Regions from separate parts of the Anser cygnoides genome. Here region 2 is linked to region 1. Evidence: chromatin contacts called from public Hi-C data. All regions are on one chromosome and are shown on one strand. The core of a region is the stretch at or near the end of the contact, and the rest is flanking DNA. Distances in the headings are between cores, read along the strand shown. Region 1 holds the start of RDH10 (retinol dehydrogenase 10). Region 2 holds the start of STAU2 (staufen double-stranded RNA binding protein 2).

Evidence for each region. A called contact is a pair of places that touch in the nucleus more often than the background predicts.
Region 2: a Hi-C map of liver shows a contact between it and region 1, with 1.8 times the contacts expected there. The contact joins the promoter of STAU2 here to the promoter of RDH10 in region 1. A contact is called at or near these places in 2 of 7 Hi-C or Micro-C datasets (both in liver).

Annotation. Positions count from the first base shown.
Region 1 is chr2:129,915,595-129,923,377 of Taihu_goose_T2T_genome, forward strand. RDH10 (retinol dehydrogenase 10) reads left to right here and starts at 4,724. Exons shown (of 6, transcript XM_048077024.2): 1 at 4,724-5,231; 2 at 5,556-5,785. The coding sequence starts at 4,946. RPL7 (ribosomal protein L7) reads right to left here and starts at 3,397. Exons shown (of 7, transcript XM_048077041.2): 1 at 3,246-3,397; 2 at 2,529-2,631; 3 at 1,776-1,942; 4 at 1,003-1,140; 5 at 548-657. The coding sequence starts at 3,259.
Region 2 is chr2:130,149,667-130,157,449 of Taihu_goose_T2T_genome, forward strand. It overlaps STAU2 (staufen double-stranded RNA binding protein 2), which reads right to left and starts at 4,776. Exons shown (of 14, transcript XM_066993092.1): 1 at 4,637-4,776. LOC136790197 (a long non-coding RNA gene) reads left to right here and starts at 4,895. Exons shown (of 7, transcript XR_010829721.1): 1 at 4,895-5,201; 2 at 5,332-5,486; 3 at 5,625-5,850; 4 at 6,429-6,544.

The DNA of each region.
Region 1 (7,783 bases), core at 3,474-5,973:
GATTTGAGATCTAAACAAGAAAGATCCGTGTTTGCTTCTATTCCAGGCATGACTGGACAAGGAGGAGCCTCCTAGATCAGTCTGTTTCCTAACAAATGACCGCTGTGTTTTGCTTTTATAAAGTACATTAATGGCTTTTACTAGCTAGATCTTCTCACAGCAAGTTAAAAAAGGCTGTTTAGGAAGTATGAAGGTTTACAATACAAGCAAAGTCCAATATTAAATTTGAAACTTCACAGCCACAGGTGATAGGCTTCTTTCCTGCTGCAGCACCTTCTCCTCACTGAAACAACTACTGTCCTATTAAAGGTCGAGTTTACAATAAGCATTTGTAAATGTAAAATCCTAAAATTTGATTCTTGACATTTGAGTTTTAATAATTTTTAAATGAAAGTTACTTCCAGTGTGCTTTGTATTAAGACAGAAATAGATTTAATTAACTAATCACTACTATTCTCCAGAGATAGGTAAGGACGGTTGTACAGCTTAGCACTACTCATACAAATGCAACAAGTTGGGTTTGGTTTTTAAGCGAAGTTCTACTTACCAAGGCATTTCCGAATCAGGGAATTATCAGTCAGAGCAATGCGCTTCTTGTTGATCTTGCCATAACCACGCTTGTAGATCAGCTCATGCACAGACTTCAGGTTTGGATAACTGAAACAACAGTCAAGTAAAAATTAGAATCCTTAAACTTCACAACCTGCACCCCAAGTGAAATTTTGGTAACAAATAATTTAAGATCATTTCAGCATGTCCCAAACACAAATACAAAAGCAACACAGAAGCAAACTTCACTCATACTGAGCTCCCAGAAGCCTACTGTGAGAATGTAACCATACATAGCAAGCACTGCCTTAACCATGTTTGTGTGTTCTTGTACTTTCCCTGCTTTGAACCAAGAACACTTTGAACACAGGAAAACCTGCACATCTGGTGTAGCAAAATGCAAAAGACACAACATTTGTATCCCAACTTGATAAAACTGACAGTTTCACTCACCCCCATGCAATATAGGGTTCAACAATCCGCAACATGTTGATAGAAGCTTTGTTGAGCTTGACGAATGTGCCATTAAAAATCTGACGCAGGCGAAGAAGCTGCAACACCTTACGGACCTTGGGGCTGACACCATTGATGCTAGAGAACACAGAAAGAGACTCAATTATCTGCACCCCAGAAAAGAGAGGTATCACCAAAGCAGTAACAGGTAAAAAAGAAAACAACCAGTATTACTGTCCCATCTGAAAGGTATTGCTTTTTCACCAATTCTGCAGAGCAAGATTATTATGTTATTTATTATCTCAATGTATTTCAGTATTAAGGCAGATCTAACACCATGAAACACACTGAATCAAAAAATACACATCTTAAAGCTAAATATCCTTATGATCTCCTGCATATAACTTAGTTTTCTCTAACACTTTCACCAAAACAAAGTTAAATAAGCGCTTCTGACAACATTCAGTACAGAATAGCTGCATATAATTTCATTAAAGTTAAATGAAACAGAACAGTCTGCATATTTCTGCAATCTTGTCTTAAAAAAAATCCAGATTCCTAAAGGCAGCAGACATGCCCAGAATTAATGATTTTACACTTAAGCCTACAGTGCATCCAAAATATTACTACCAGTAACTTTCCAAGCAACCAGATGAAGACTTGGATTTAGTTACAAAAATTTAAGCCCTCAAAACATACAAGTGACAAAAGAAGGCTTTTTCAGTGCTTTTGAAAATAAAAACGCATTCTTTTACATCTGTATTAATTCTTACCCTCTTATCCTGATCACAAAGGCAAGCTTGGGTTCAGCTGGAACGTAGTAATTGCCGGCTTTTCGGGCCATCCTGGCCATGCGGATCTCCTGCCTATACATGTGCCTGTACTCCTTGTGGTAAGCTTTGGCTCTTTCATAGATGATTTTTCTTTGTGCCTTACGAAACTGCAATTAATCAAGCATTAATTAAGATTATATAATGCCTTTTAATACATGAAAAACAGATTCAGATAACACAGCCTGTTCTCAAACTCCCCACAGTTACCACATATTACAGCAACATGGATTTTAAAATGACCATCAGTTCTGTCATATCTTAATAGTGCTAGTGCTTTACTTCGAACAATACTTACAAATATTATCACACATCATACTTATCTTTACAAAAATCCTTTTAAGTTCAAGGAGCATTTGGACAATGCTCTGAAACAGAGTTTGATTTTTGGGTGGTCCTGTGCAGAGCCAGTGGTTGAACTCAATGATCCTGTGGGTCCCTTCCAACTCTGCACATCCTATGGTTCCAACTGTTGACTAACCTTAGTCTTATGGAGAATCTCACACTTTATTTACCTTTGCTTTGCCCAGATCTGGTTTATTATACACTATCTTGACTTTTTTTTGGTATTGCAGACCTATATATTATAGTACTAAAGCTAAACACTATGAAGTTATTCATTCTTTTAATATAATCAGCGTAGCATTCTGCTGACCTGACGAGAGCAACTCAAGCAAGCAATCATGACATATTCACCTTTTTTTGAGCTAACAGCCTCTTCAGACGTTTGGCTTTTGCAGCTGCATAAGCCTGCCGCCTCTTCAGGAGGCTTTCCGGTACAGAAGGCAGCTTCTTTGCTCTAAACAACAAGGAAAAACACTTTTAAAAACCAAGTTCCTCCAAACCAGCAAGAAGCAGCACGTTACAAACACCGATGCAAAGGGGCAGGAGGGACATGCCGGCCCCACTACCTCTAAGCAGTTTGCATTTAACTTGGTCCAGTTATTATCAAGCTGCAATACAGCCTAAAAGGACCACTTTTTGCATTAAAACAAAGAAGCCTGACATTTCCACGTGCTCTCCAAACGCCGATTACGGCTGATTAACATTTCAACAAGTGCTTTAAGAGGAAAAAAGCAAAAAGTACGACTGTAATTAAGAGTTATATCTCGTGGCTTTGTAACTTACTGGAATTTAAACCTATTAAACGCTTAGAAAGCCACAAGACCGGCGTTTATAACGCAATAACGACACCCTCCCTCCCCACCTCACCACGGGCCGCCGGGACCGCCACCGCCGCCTACAGAAGGGAAGGGGCTGGCTGCGGCCGCATCCCCGCCACTCCCCATCCTCCCGCTCCTCCCGCGGGGGGCCGACAGAGGCCCCGCGGCCGGGCAGCGTCCCCCCATCAGCCCGAAGGGCGCCGCGGCCGCGGATGGCGGCGGATGGCAGCGAGGCGCCGCGGGTACTCACTCCTTGTCCGCCATCTTCAGCGCCGGAAGAGAGAGGGCGGGCGCATGCGCAGGGCCGCCTTAAGCCGCCCGCCTGCGCGGCAGGGCTTTAGGCGCTGGAAGGACCCCGGCTTTGGGGTGGCCGCGGCGCTGCCTGATCGCGGCGCGGAGGGCGGGGTGGCTGTGGAGTGCCTGAGTGGCCCGGCGGGGCACGTCGCTTTTTTTTTTTTTTTTTAATTTAGAAAGTTGCTTAGTGCTTCTTCCTGTATTGCCTGGGCCTTGATACTGCGAATGCCTACGTACGTTGTTAAAATCGTCCTTGGAGAAACTAGTCCTGACATTATGTATGCAGGAGAAGGAGAGAAAGTGGCAGAACTTGGAGTAGCAAAGGATTATGCGGTGTGGAAAAAGAGTAGGCAGCCGGGCTGAGGGCGTTCGGCATTTGTTGGGGTTATTTGCTGCCTGCACACAGAGGTGCTATGCTAGGTAGCAGCTGCATCAATGGTGTTTTTGTTTGTTTTTGTTTGTCTTTTTTTGTAAAATAGCATTGTTTTATTCTAATACAGCAGCTTATGTCACTTGATCTCATTAAAACTGCAATGAATGGGGCAATTAAAACCTATCAGCTCACAAATACGTAACAAAAGACTTAAAATATCTCGAGTAGAAGGAATTATAGTTTCATAGAATGGCTTGGGTTAGAAGGGACGTTAAAGACCACCCAGTTCCAGCCCACCTGCCGTGGGCAGGGACACCTCCCACCAGACCAGGTTGCCCAAAGCCCCATCCAGCCTGGCCTTGAGCACCTCCAGGGATGGGGCATCCACAGCTTCTCTGGGCAGCCTGTGCCAGTGCCTCACCACCCTCTGAGTGAAAAACGTCCTCCTAACACATAATCTAAATCTCCCCTCTTTTAGTTTACAGCCATTCCCCCTTGTCCTGTGGTAATCTGAGCAGAGTTGCCCTTTGTCATTTTTGTAAGTCTCCTTTAAGTACTGAAAAGATTTTGCACTTTTTTTTTTCTTTCTGAAGAGATTTCACTTTCTCCAGCGGGAAGAAAAACTGATCAAAACACGGGCACCCAGGATCTCTTTAGAAACCAAATTCACGCCATCACACCTCCAGCCTTCCCATTTCCCCGTCAGCTCCCCAGAACTCCGCAGCCCGAACTTCTGCCGACGCCCAGAGGCGACACGAACGCACCCCCCACACTTCGCCCCTGGCGGTGGGAGCCGCCTCAAGATGGCGCTGCGGCGGGCGGCGCAGGGCACGCCGGGACATGTAGTCCGCAGGGGACACGGGCTCCGCTCCGCCTCGCAGCCGCCGGCCCCCGAGCGGCGGGGCTCGGCTCGGCTCGGCTCGGCTCGGCGGGGGTGTGGGGGTCCCGGGAAGGCGGAGCGGCCCGGGGGAGGGCCGGGGAGCCGGGGAGGAGGAGCCCGCCCGCCCGCCCGGCCCGCCCTATATAGGGCGCCGAGCGAGCAAGATGCTCACTGCCAGCAGCGGGGCCGCGGGCGGTCAGGGCGGGCGGCCGGAGCCGTGCTGGGGCTCGTTCCCCGGGCTGGCGTGCGGGGCTGGGGCGGCGGGGCTGGGCTGCGTGCGGGGCGGCTCGTCCCGGCTGCGGGGGCTGATCGCGGCGGGCTCCGGCCGCCCGCCTGCCGCCGGGGGGCAGCGGGGGCGGCCCCGGGTGTCGGAGCCGCGCGGCGGGGGCTCGGGGCCGGCAGCATGAACATCCTGCTGGAGCTCTTCGTGGTGACTTTCCGGGTGCTCTGGGCTTTCGTGCTGGCCGCCGCCAAGTGGCTGGTGCGGCCCAAGGAGAAGAGCGTGGCCGGGCAGGTGTGCCTCATCACCGGGGCGGGCAGCGGCCTGGGCCGCCTCTTCGCCCTCGAGTTCGCCCGGCGCCGGGCGCTGCTGGTGCTGTGGGACATCAACACGCAGAGCAACGAGGAGACGGCGGGCATGGTGCGCCACATCTACCGCGAGCTCGCCGAGGCCGCCAGCGCACCCAAAGGTAAGCGGCGGGTCCCCCGCGATGCCCCCCGGAGCTCACCTGTGCCCCTTTCCTTCCCCTTCTCTTCCCCTTCCCGGAGCTGCCGTGCCCGAGGGTCCCCCCCCGGGCATGGGGCAGCTCTCCCCGGCCGGGCAGGAGGGCACGGAGCGTCCTTCAAACCTGGCAGCGACAGCAAAGCGATGAGTTCTTCCCCGTGGCACGGCTGAGCGCAAGTTTAGCGCGATGGAAAACAGCTTGCGCTTTCCACTCAACTCTTGATTTGCGTGTTGGAACCCAAGTAAGGCTCGTGTTGTTCTCTTCTCTCTTGTCTGTGTTCCTTAGTAGATGGAGAAAAAGATGCGCTGCCCCATTGCAACTTGCAGGTTTACACGTACACCTGCGATGTGGGCAAAAGAGAAAATGTCTACTCAACAGCAGAGAGGGTCCGCAAAGAGGTTGGCGAGGTGTCTGTCCTGGTTAACAATGCCGGCGTGGTCTCCGGGCACCATCTCCTGGAGTGTCCCGATGAGCTTATCGAGAGGACCATGATGGTCAACTGTCATGCACATTTCTGGGTAACTATAAACTTGTTTATGCTGCCCTTTTTGTCACTTCATTTTAAGAAAATAACTGCTGTTGCCTAACTCCTGTCTTCTTGGGTTTTGCACTTGTTCCCTTTAATCTGCAAGCTGGCTACTTTGTAGGGTTCTTATTCTTTAATTTAACTTTCTGTTTAACAGGAATGGTGGGTATTAAAACCATTAATAAATAGCTTTAAATCAACTATGTCTTCCTAGAATCCGGAGTTAAAAATCTCGTGCCCTCTTATGTAGTTCTGGGCATGAAGTCTTTTGCAACCGTAACCTCTGAATCTGCTTAAAGGTTGTTACTGTTAATGAATGACTTCACTCCCCTCCTCCTGTAGCTTTATACTAGTATGCTAGCAGCTTTAAAATGCTGTTTTAATAATGGCTACAGTAGTGAACTTACACATTTATAGAATAAAAATACTTATTGAAAAATCTGTTGGAAATCTTGCTTAAATTGCCTTGGAGGCAAACCCTTCCTTTTGAAGGCTGGGAGGAAAGGCAAAAGATATCTCAAGAAATCAAGCCAAGAACACGCTTTCAGGAATCCTGCATATTTGTCCTCATAGCTTTCTCCTGGGGCTGCCAGTAGAAGTAAGAAAAACCTTTAAAGTGGATTCTGAGGTGATACTGTCTTTGTAAGTAGCAGTTACTAATTAAGGAGAAGTTATCTGATCTTATTCTTCTTTTCTACTTAAGTTCTGTTTCCCTGCGTGTTATATTTTTAAGCTCACTGTAGTGTGGAGTTATATAAATTGGTATGTTGGAGGGCACAATGCACACTTGGGTTAGCATTAGCTGTCAGATCGAGCCCATTGTTAGTATTAGAACTGTTCTTTGGTCCTTCAAATAAGGTTATGAAATACACTTGCATAACAAAGGATTAAGCAATCTGAAATACAATTCAGCTTGAGCTTTCTTTGTCTGTTCTTACCTTTTTGATAATAAAACTCCGTAAAATTCCTCATCTTCAAAACTTAGAAGGACCTATCAAACCTGGGTTTCTAATGTGGAGGCTACATGCTGTTTCATAACCCTAAAGGAGCCCCCTTCAAATCTGTTCTGTGAAACACTTAATGGCAGAGCAGTCTTCTTCCAATGTATTGTAAAACTTGCTCAGAGAGTGCTTAAACTTCAATGCACATGAGATTGTGTTTAGAAACTCTTTAAACCTTAAAGTATGTTTTAAGGCAATTTGGAAAGTGATGAAAATGCTCGTAGAACTTCCTACAACAGCTAAAAGTTCTGCATGTTCCCCTTTATAAAAGTTAAACTGATGCTTAAGCAAACAGAGATGTACACTAGATTTAATGACTGTTATTGATGTGGTTTAAAAGCAGAATTGACAAAGTTTCCAAGAACTCTAAATTATGACATCACCATGAATTAAAATATGGGAGGATCCTAAATTTTCCAGCTGTTCTTCCTTCAGGCCTAAGTCATACACTTATTTATAACATTGTTTCAGAGACCTTTATAAAGCACCCTGTGTGTTCTGTCTCTTTACAGGAATATAAAACTAAACTTAGTCTAGGATCACTGTGATTGTTTTTCCATAAGTTTCATTCATCTCTAAATGTTAGTGTGAAGTGAGTTTAATTTTTTTTTTACTCCAGAAAGGTATAGTAGATCTGAACTGTGAAAATTGAGGTCTTGGCATAAGCTTCTAAGGAGCAGTCAACACCCTTTATATTTACTTGAGGATCTGTTCATACGTATGCTTCCTGCAGATCCTGTGTCCTGCTTTGGTTTCTCCTTTTTTTTTTTTTCTTGCTGCTCGCAGAGCTTTTTTTCCTAGTCTTCCCCTTCCTGATCCCAGAAAAGGTTGGCTTGACCAACAGTGGGTGGACTTCTATTAAAAAAAAAAAATACTTAATTCATAAGGTATCTGAATCAGCTGATTTGAAGCCAATTTTTTTTGATGCAAGTCAATGCTGACTTAAATAAAACAATGTGTCTAGATGTGTGAAGTCTTATGCAGCTAGA
Region 2 (7,783 bases), core at 3,526-6,025, 230 kb after region 1:
CCTATAGACTGTTACTTCAGTTCATTATTCGTCTCGGTACAACTGGATATGCTACAAACTGACCCAACATTGCCCTGTATCAACTCTGCAATTTCACCTTGGGAACAGCGTATCTTGATTTCTTCACTTCAAAACTTATCAGCTGTATGGATGCATCGTCTGGATGACACAGGAAGAGTTCTCCTTTCCAAAAAGTCAGATAAGCCAGCTGCTTATCTGATCAACTTCAGTTACTGACAACAAGCTGCATGTTTAGTGTACTGGAATTTCCTTATATTGTCTAACGCCACTTTTCTTAACTGAGTTTATTGTACAAGAAACTGGAAACCACAAGTGCATGACAGCTTCCAAAAAATAATAAATTAGGAATAGCAATAATAATAAAACACAGGTTTCTCATCTTCTGAAGAGTCCTTGTTCCCACAGGTGACCTTTTTCACTGCAAGAAGCTTCCCTTGAAAATCCAGTCTCCTACCCTCAAAAACATTTCCTCCAGCCAGGAGGCACACAGCACTAATTCCCTGTTCCTCAAAGCTGGCAAGCAGAGAAATTGGAAGCATGACCAATGTTAGCATGATCCTTTGGAGCTATTCAAGAGAAGATGAGACTGTAAACATATCCTTTGAGTGTGTGGTATTATTGTAAACATCTTTGTAAGCTGCCTTTTTCCAGAAACTAAGGATAGCAGGTTAACCCATACACACTGTAATACTTAGCCACCGGCTATTAGCAGGGACGTCCCTGAACACCAACCGAAATCTGCGCCCAAATGCTGACTTTTAACTAGTCTAACAAGAATCCCCCTCATCATTTCAATGGTGATTAAATTAGAAGATCATGGGGATACATAAACACATGGGAGTCACAAAATTAAACATTTTGTATGCAAAAAAAATATTTACCAGGAAAAATAAGTTTCTGATTTTATTTAAGCATCAATAAATTTGTCACAGACCAGTCACAAACTATACGGAAGCGTACTCGATTACACCAAAATAAAAGATGCAGTGTGACACAGGTGAGTACCCTATGGCCCTGGAGTGCAGATCTCACTACTGGGAAACGTTCCAAATGCTGCCAGCTTAAAAACAAATAAAAAGGTGCTGCTGAGGTAAAGTACGAAGCAACATTTAACAGCTACAGGCATACACGTGACTTTAGTGATACACTACTACAGATGGTTTTTCAAAATTCATTTTTAGAAGTCGTGACAAGCAATTTTTCTGTTCTAAATAGCTTCCAGAACAACACATGACAAGCCACCTCTCAGATTTTTCCTGAACTCTTGATCTTTTAACACAAACATACTTTGGATAATGCTGATCATGACTGCTCCCTGACAATGAGCAGACCCGAGCGATCTCTAAGAGCAGAGCCCTTGGCTCACATTATACACTAAATGCTACACACAGGTTCCGTTTCTTCTCTTCCCAGGGTCTGCCACAGGCTCCCACCAGCCCTAACCCCCAGATTTACACCATGTATCCTCTTCACTCCCCCAGGCAAAATTGTCCACCCCATTCTCCACCCTACCTGTCTCACTGCACCCTGGTCTTGTGCTTTATACACCCCTCAACCAAACCGACCCCCCCGCCTTATCCTTCTGAACTGCTGGTTGTAGGTACCAGGGGCACGGCAGCAGTCGATGAACAGCATGTGGGTTAAAGAGGGGCGGCCAGGTCAGGACCCCCTCATGGGAGCTCCAACAGCCCCAATCCTTACAGGGTCGTATTCACAAGCCTAACACCGTCAAAGCAGCAGAGGGGATGGCTGAGAGATGTGAGCACTTGAAGGGGTCTCCTTCCTGCATGGATTCCAGTAACAGTACCCAAAGCAGTTTTAAGAAAGCAACATCTTTCTTTGTTTCTCTTCCTCTTTTGGGAAGAGAGAGAAAAATCAGGAACTGTTGTGAGAAACAGAGGCTGTAAAGTGATCCAAAGATCAGAAGTGCAACGCAATTCGTGCTGGTAAAAGGCAGGGCTAACTTATCTGACAGATCTCGCTGCTGATGAGAGGAAATCAATATAACCAAGAAAGGAAAAGTGAAGCCTTGGTAGCATATTAACAGAAGTCATGTTCTTAGAGTTATCCTAAAAAGTTGCAGGTTTGGGTCCTCCCCCACCACATTTGCGTGCCCCATGTAAAGAAGTAGATATTTGACTCTCCGATGGGGTAAGATCTGTGCAGATGGCTATGTGTATGTATGAAGTATACACAAAAAACTTAGCACTAAAAAACTGCCCACCTTGTAAGGCCTGCTTCCCTGTTGCATGATATTGTTATGGGACGCATTTGGGGCTGAAGGCTCAGACGTAACTGACCTGAGCGTTTCTCTCCTTTCCAAAGACTGTCAGATCAATAGCCACGTACTTCAGGCAGGTCAAAGCAAACTATCTAGACAGAGCATGACAGGTGCAGCCTTCCTAGTGGCTGGGGAAGCAGCCTTGGAATCGGAGGACCTGCTCCGCCACGGCCGGTTGTCTAACCTTCCCAAGGTCACTCCTCGTGCCACTTGGCACTTGGAACGCGCAGCATCCGATTCGCTTCCCACATGTACACCTACATCAGCCGGGATGTCTGTGGAGTCATGCTCATAACCCTCTGCAGCAGACTCAACCCCAGTATTTGCCTCCAAGGAAGGGGCTGATTGAGTTAATTGCTTATTTAAGCTTGGCCAGGTCATTAAAACACCTCTGACAAAGTTTTCCTGCAAGTAAAATTAGGAAGCTCTTTTGCAAACTACTTTCACAACTCGGGATGAAAGATTATTCAAATTCATTATTACTTTGACATTATTCTTGGGGAACGAAGTAGCTCGAGCTGGCAATGAGGCATTTGAAGACTGGCCTCCGAACTGCAGTCTGAGCTGAACCCAAACCGGATGACTTTGGCCAAAGCTGAACATCACTGAAAAGCGTTCTTTCAAGCAAAGAAAACCTGAATTGCACCTTCCCCTCAAAAACAACGACCAAGCAGCCGGTCGTAGTCCAGTTCCTAGTTGCCAGCAACAGGAATCTTAGCAAACACAGGCAGGAACAGAAATCTTCCTCTCCGGGAGTTTTTCTAGGGCAAAGCTAAGGTTCAGCGATTGGAAGTCAGTACTGGGAATCTTGTGCTGCTGCTGGCTTTTCAGCAAAGAGATTTCATTCAGAGAGCTGTCAGACCTGGCACTGTTTATAGGCAGCAATGTCACAACAAAACCTGTGCAGAACCTCCCTATATTTAGAAAATGGCTTAAATACGTTAATATTATTACATGGGTGTCGATTCCTAACCCGGAGTTACTACGCAGCTCGGGAAGGCTTTATGTCTGCACAGCTTGACGCCAGCAGTAATGTCAGTAAGACAGAGCAACGTATGCGGTGCAACTCCACCTAGTTACACCAGAGCAACAGTCCTGCTTGTGCCTTACAACGCTGGGGCAATTCAGGCAGTTCTGTTCAACACAGTGAGCGGGGCAGAGAGAGGAGCCACGGCAGCGATACTCCGTCCGCTCTTCTGTCTAACAAACTTTTTTTTGGTACTGAAATAGTTGCACGGGGGACGCCCTGCATGCGGCCCAAGACGCTTGGCATCCTGAGAGCCAGCTTGCTGGCCACGAGGCAACGCCGGGTGGATGCTCTGCTGGGGAACTGCTGCTTGGGCACTGAGGACTTCGAGGGCCCTGAGCACGAGGGCTGCGGGATTCATGCCCCCACTGCGCCCAGGCCGCCCCAGGAGGGCACGGCCGCCCCGTCCAGGCCTGGCTGCTGTCAGCACCAACTTTTTCCGACCGGAGACCTCAATGCCAGCACGGCCGGCACCGCCTGCACGGCCTCGGCCTGCCTGACAGGCGCGGGGCTCCCCGGCCCCGGAGCCCCGAGCCCGGGGACGCCGGGGGAGGCCGGGGCACCCCGTGCCGCCGCCGCTCGGCGCTGGGCGCTGCCATCCATTTTGGGAGCGCGGCGCCGCGGGTCCCGCTGCCGAAGAAGTTTCGGACCGGGTCCGGAGCGCGGGGGCAGAGCCAGAGGAACGGGGCGAGGCGGCGGCCGGGCCGGGCCGGGCCGGGCCGGGCTCCGTGCCCTTCACACCGGGGGGATCCCCGAGACCCACCGCCGGGATCGGGGGGCGGGGGGACCGGCGGCCGCCCGGGGCAGCTCGCACCCGGCTCTCGGGCAGGCCCGGCGGCCAAACGCAGCCCCCACCGGGCCGAGCCGAGCCGAGCCGAGCCGAGCCCCACCGCCCGGCCTTGGCAAAGCGGCGGCAGCCCGGCGGGGGCTCCCGCGGGGCCCCCACGGTTGGGGCGCCCACCTGCGAGCCCCCGGCCCCCCAGGGGCGGCGGCGGCGAGGGCCGCGGGGCGGATGGCGGAGTTGGTGCCTCCTCCTCCTCCTCCTCCGCCGCCGCCCCCCTCCTCCATCCCCGCCGTGGCGCAGCGGCGCCTTGCCGGCCTCGGAGCCCCCGCGCCGGGGGAGCGAGGAGGAGGAGGAGGAGGAGGAGGAAGGGGAGCGGGACGGGGCCCCGGCCATCATGGCTGCAGCAGCCCCCTCCCCTCCTCTTCCTCCCCTCCCTCCCCTCCGACCGGTTCCCGGCTCTCCCGTCCCGCGCCCCCCCACGGCGGCGCTGCCGGGGCTCGGGGCCGCCCCCGGGCCCGGTTACCTGCTTCCCGGGGACGCCTCGGGGACGCCTCCAACATCGGCAAACACTAAAGAGAACTGACCCCGCCGCCGCGGCGGCCGCCGCCGGCCCCAACCACTCCGCCCCCCCACGACACCCCTCCTCCTCCTCCTCCTCCTCCTTCCTCCTCCTCCCCCCTCCCCCCGGCCGCCGCCGCCCCCCTCCCGCCGCCTCCTCGCCCCTCGCCCCCGCCGCCCCCCGCGGGCTCCCCGCGCCGCCGCCCCGGCCCCGCTCCCCCCCCCTGCTCCGGCGCCGCGAATGGCCCCGTCCGCCTCCCTTCCCCGGCCCGGAGCGGCGGCGGCAGCGCCTCTAGCGGCGGCCGACAACGGGGCTCCGGGGCTCCGCAGCCCCCCGAGGCCTCCCCCGAGCACCGCGGGGGCCGCCCCCGAGCCCCCCCCCCCCACCGTCTGCGGGGCCGCCGGGAGGGGGCGAGGCTGAGAGGAAGGGCCCGGGCAGGGCAGCGCCGGTCCCGTTCCCATGCCCGGTCTTTAAACTTCGCAGTATTTGGAGGGAGTCCCTGAGAAGCACCGGGTTTTACCACGCGGCTGTTAGCAGCCTTCTTAGCCTCGCTCGCCTGGCACAAGACGAGCCGCGAGGTTTTTATGCCGGTTTGAAAACAGCCTCGCGACGTTTTACCTGTTTTTTTTTTTTTTTTCCCTCCCGTTTTCTCTTTGCAGGGACCTGACCCCTACCGGCTGCTCGGTGCAAGTTGGTGTCTGCACCGGGAGCAGCTGCTGCGGGCTCGCTGGGCGAGATCGAGCTCTAAAGAGCACAATAGCCAACCTTAATGCACGGGAAATGAAATTAACGGCTTGCAGCGATGCAGGGAGAGGTGAGCAAACAGAACACACCACAACAGAGACACCTTTTTTTTTTTTTTTTTACTTTTTAATTCGGTTTTACTCATCTCGCTGCGCCTGTGCTGTGTAACACCACGCTGGTTTCAAACACGACTCCTCTCCCCTCAAAGGCACCAGTTTTGAGAAGGCAGCAGAAAGCCATAAACGCGACTCGCGTCAGCATTTCGGTTGTGTCAGATCCAGTCACGTCCCTGCCAGCAAGAGACGTGGCAGAGAGGAGGGCAGCTGCGGAACCTGCCGGGCCTTGCCCCACTGCCCTGTGGTGGGAGGCCACAACCAGAGGCCGTGAGGTGCGGAGGTGGAAGCTCACTGCACCGCGCAAAGCCTCGGCCCCAGGTGGGATGTGCAACCTAAGTGAGGTTTCCAAACCCTTCAAAGTTGCCATAGCTAGGCTAGATGAAGCCATGGCTCGGTTTCTGCTTCCAACCAACAGCAGTCCTATGACCATCTTTACCACTAAAAAGAATGGAAAACTAAAGTTTTTCATTTGTTTTTCATGAAAAAGGGAAGACTTCTGAGTTAATCATCAAATATCTAATCTGGGTTGTAAGAATCTGCTTTCTTGATTGGCTCAAGTAATTATTTGTCCAGTAAGACAAGCTAAAAACTTTTAAACCTATGCCAAAACTAGCTAGAAGCATTAGAACTTGGAGCAACTAATTTAGCTGATTAGCAAGGCTGCAGTAACTAAACTATGTTTAAAATTACTAGCATTTTTTGCGAAATTACCATCATTTTACTATGCAACTGTATTTTAATGATAGCTTTGAGAGTTAGAACATCAAATGTATCAAAACTGATTTACAAACTAACATACTTACTGAGGGTCAGAATGAGTCCAAAGTTCACATTTCCTTCAGTGCCTGTTTATGTTATTCCCTGTGATTTTTTTGAAAAACCAACTCGAAACCAAGTGGTGGACTGGTATGACAGCTGGGAGCAAGAAGGAACAAGATGTAGCCTGGCCGGCTTCCCAAGCACTCCCGGTATAATCGCATCCTAATGGCACATCCCCCCAGATGTGCTTTGTGTAAGTTTGTGTATTACAGACAATAATTTATACACCAAATACACATACTTACACTTAGTGACAGGACTGTGTTGTGAGTAACTAGGTGACAGCAAGGTTTTATTCACACTAACAGAACGCTACCATGACATAACTTCTTTAAATACACTTTGGGAACACAGCATTTGCTACGACAGTTTTATACATACCCTTTTTTCAGCTGGGGTAGCTTGTCACCCTTCCCTTCTTATTCCCCCATTGTTTAGTTTTCTGAGATTCCTTACCCCTTATTTCACTTAGGTACTGAGCTCAGAAATACGCAGTATGATACAATTTCTTATGTATTCTTCTAGTATAATGTACTAGTGAGCAATAATGCAAACACTTTTCATAATGCTGCTACAAAAGCTTTGGACAAGCTCATTTAGAAGCTTAATCACGACAACCTATAAGCATTTTTTGTTTTAATTTATGGCAACTTCTTCTTTCTAGTTACTGTTAGTAACTTGAAGAACCCTACATTATAGCATGTACTTAGTGTACCCAGCATAATTCAGTGAATGTCAGCATCAGATTACAAGGGAAGGTTTCTGAACTTCCTGCAATCAATAGATACAATTCCAACAAGCCTCTAAAATCTCCAGTCTGTGCTACGATTTCAATGTTTAATGCTTTTATAACATTACTAAACAGGTAATAGCTTAGTTTAAAAACACATCTTGAAATACTTATGAACTCATGCATCTCATATCTCAATATACGTTCTGTGCCACAAATGGTATATAGCTGAAAAAGAAACAATACAAAAAAAGAACATTTTATCCATAAACTTACCATCTTTTTATATTTTTTAAATACAGAGATGAGTTCTGGCTCTATTTTTTCCAGGTATAAAGTAAAGGATTACGTATTTTATCATTGCTGAGATCCCATGATAGTTGTTCACATAGGTAAAGTTCCAATCATATAGGAGAAACTTACTAAACAGGAAAACACTATGTTGCATTACCAGTCATTGTTTAGATTTACTACACCTTTCTGAATGTTTTTTTTTCCTTTCCAGTCAGTACCTCCAGTACAAACAGCTTAATAGAAGCTAAAATAATCTCACTTTTTGAAAGATATGCATAGTTTGTATATACATATCTGCTCTACTCCGTTCGTGTACAATGGGAGTGCCATGACTTGCACAACATTTTACCTTCAGTAGGTAAATTATGAATAGGCGTGATTAATTCAGTATGCTATTTGAATACAAGA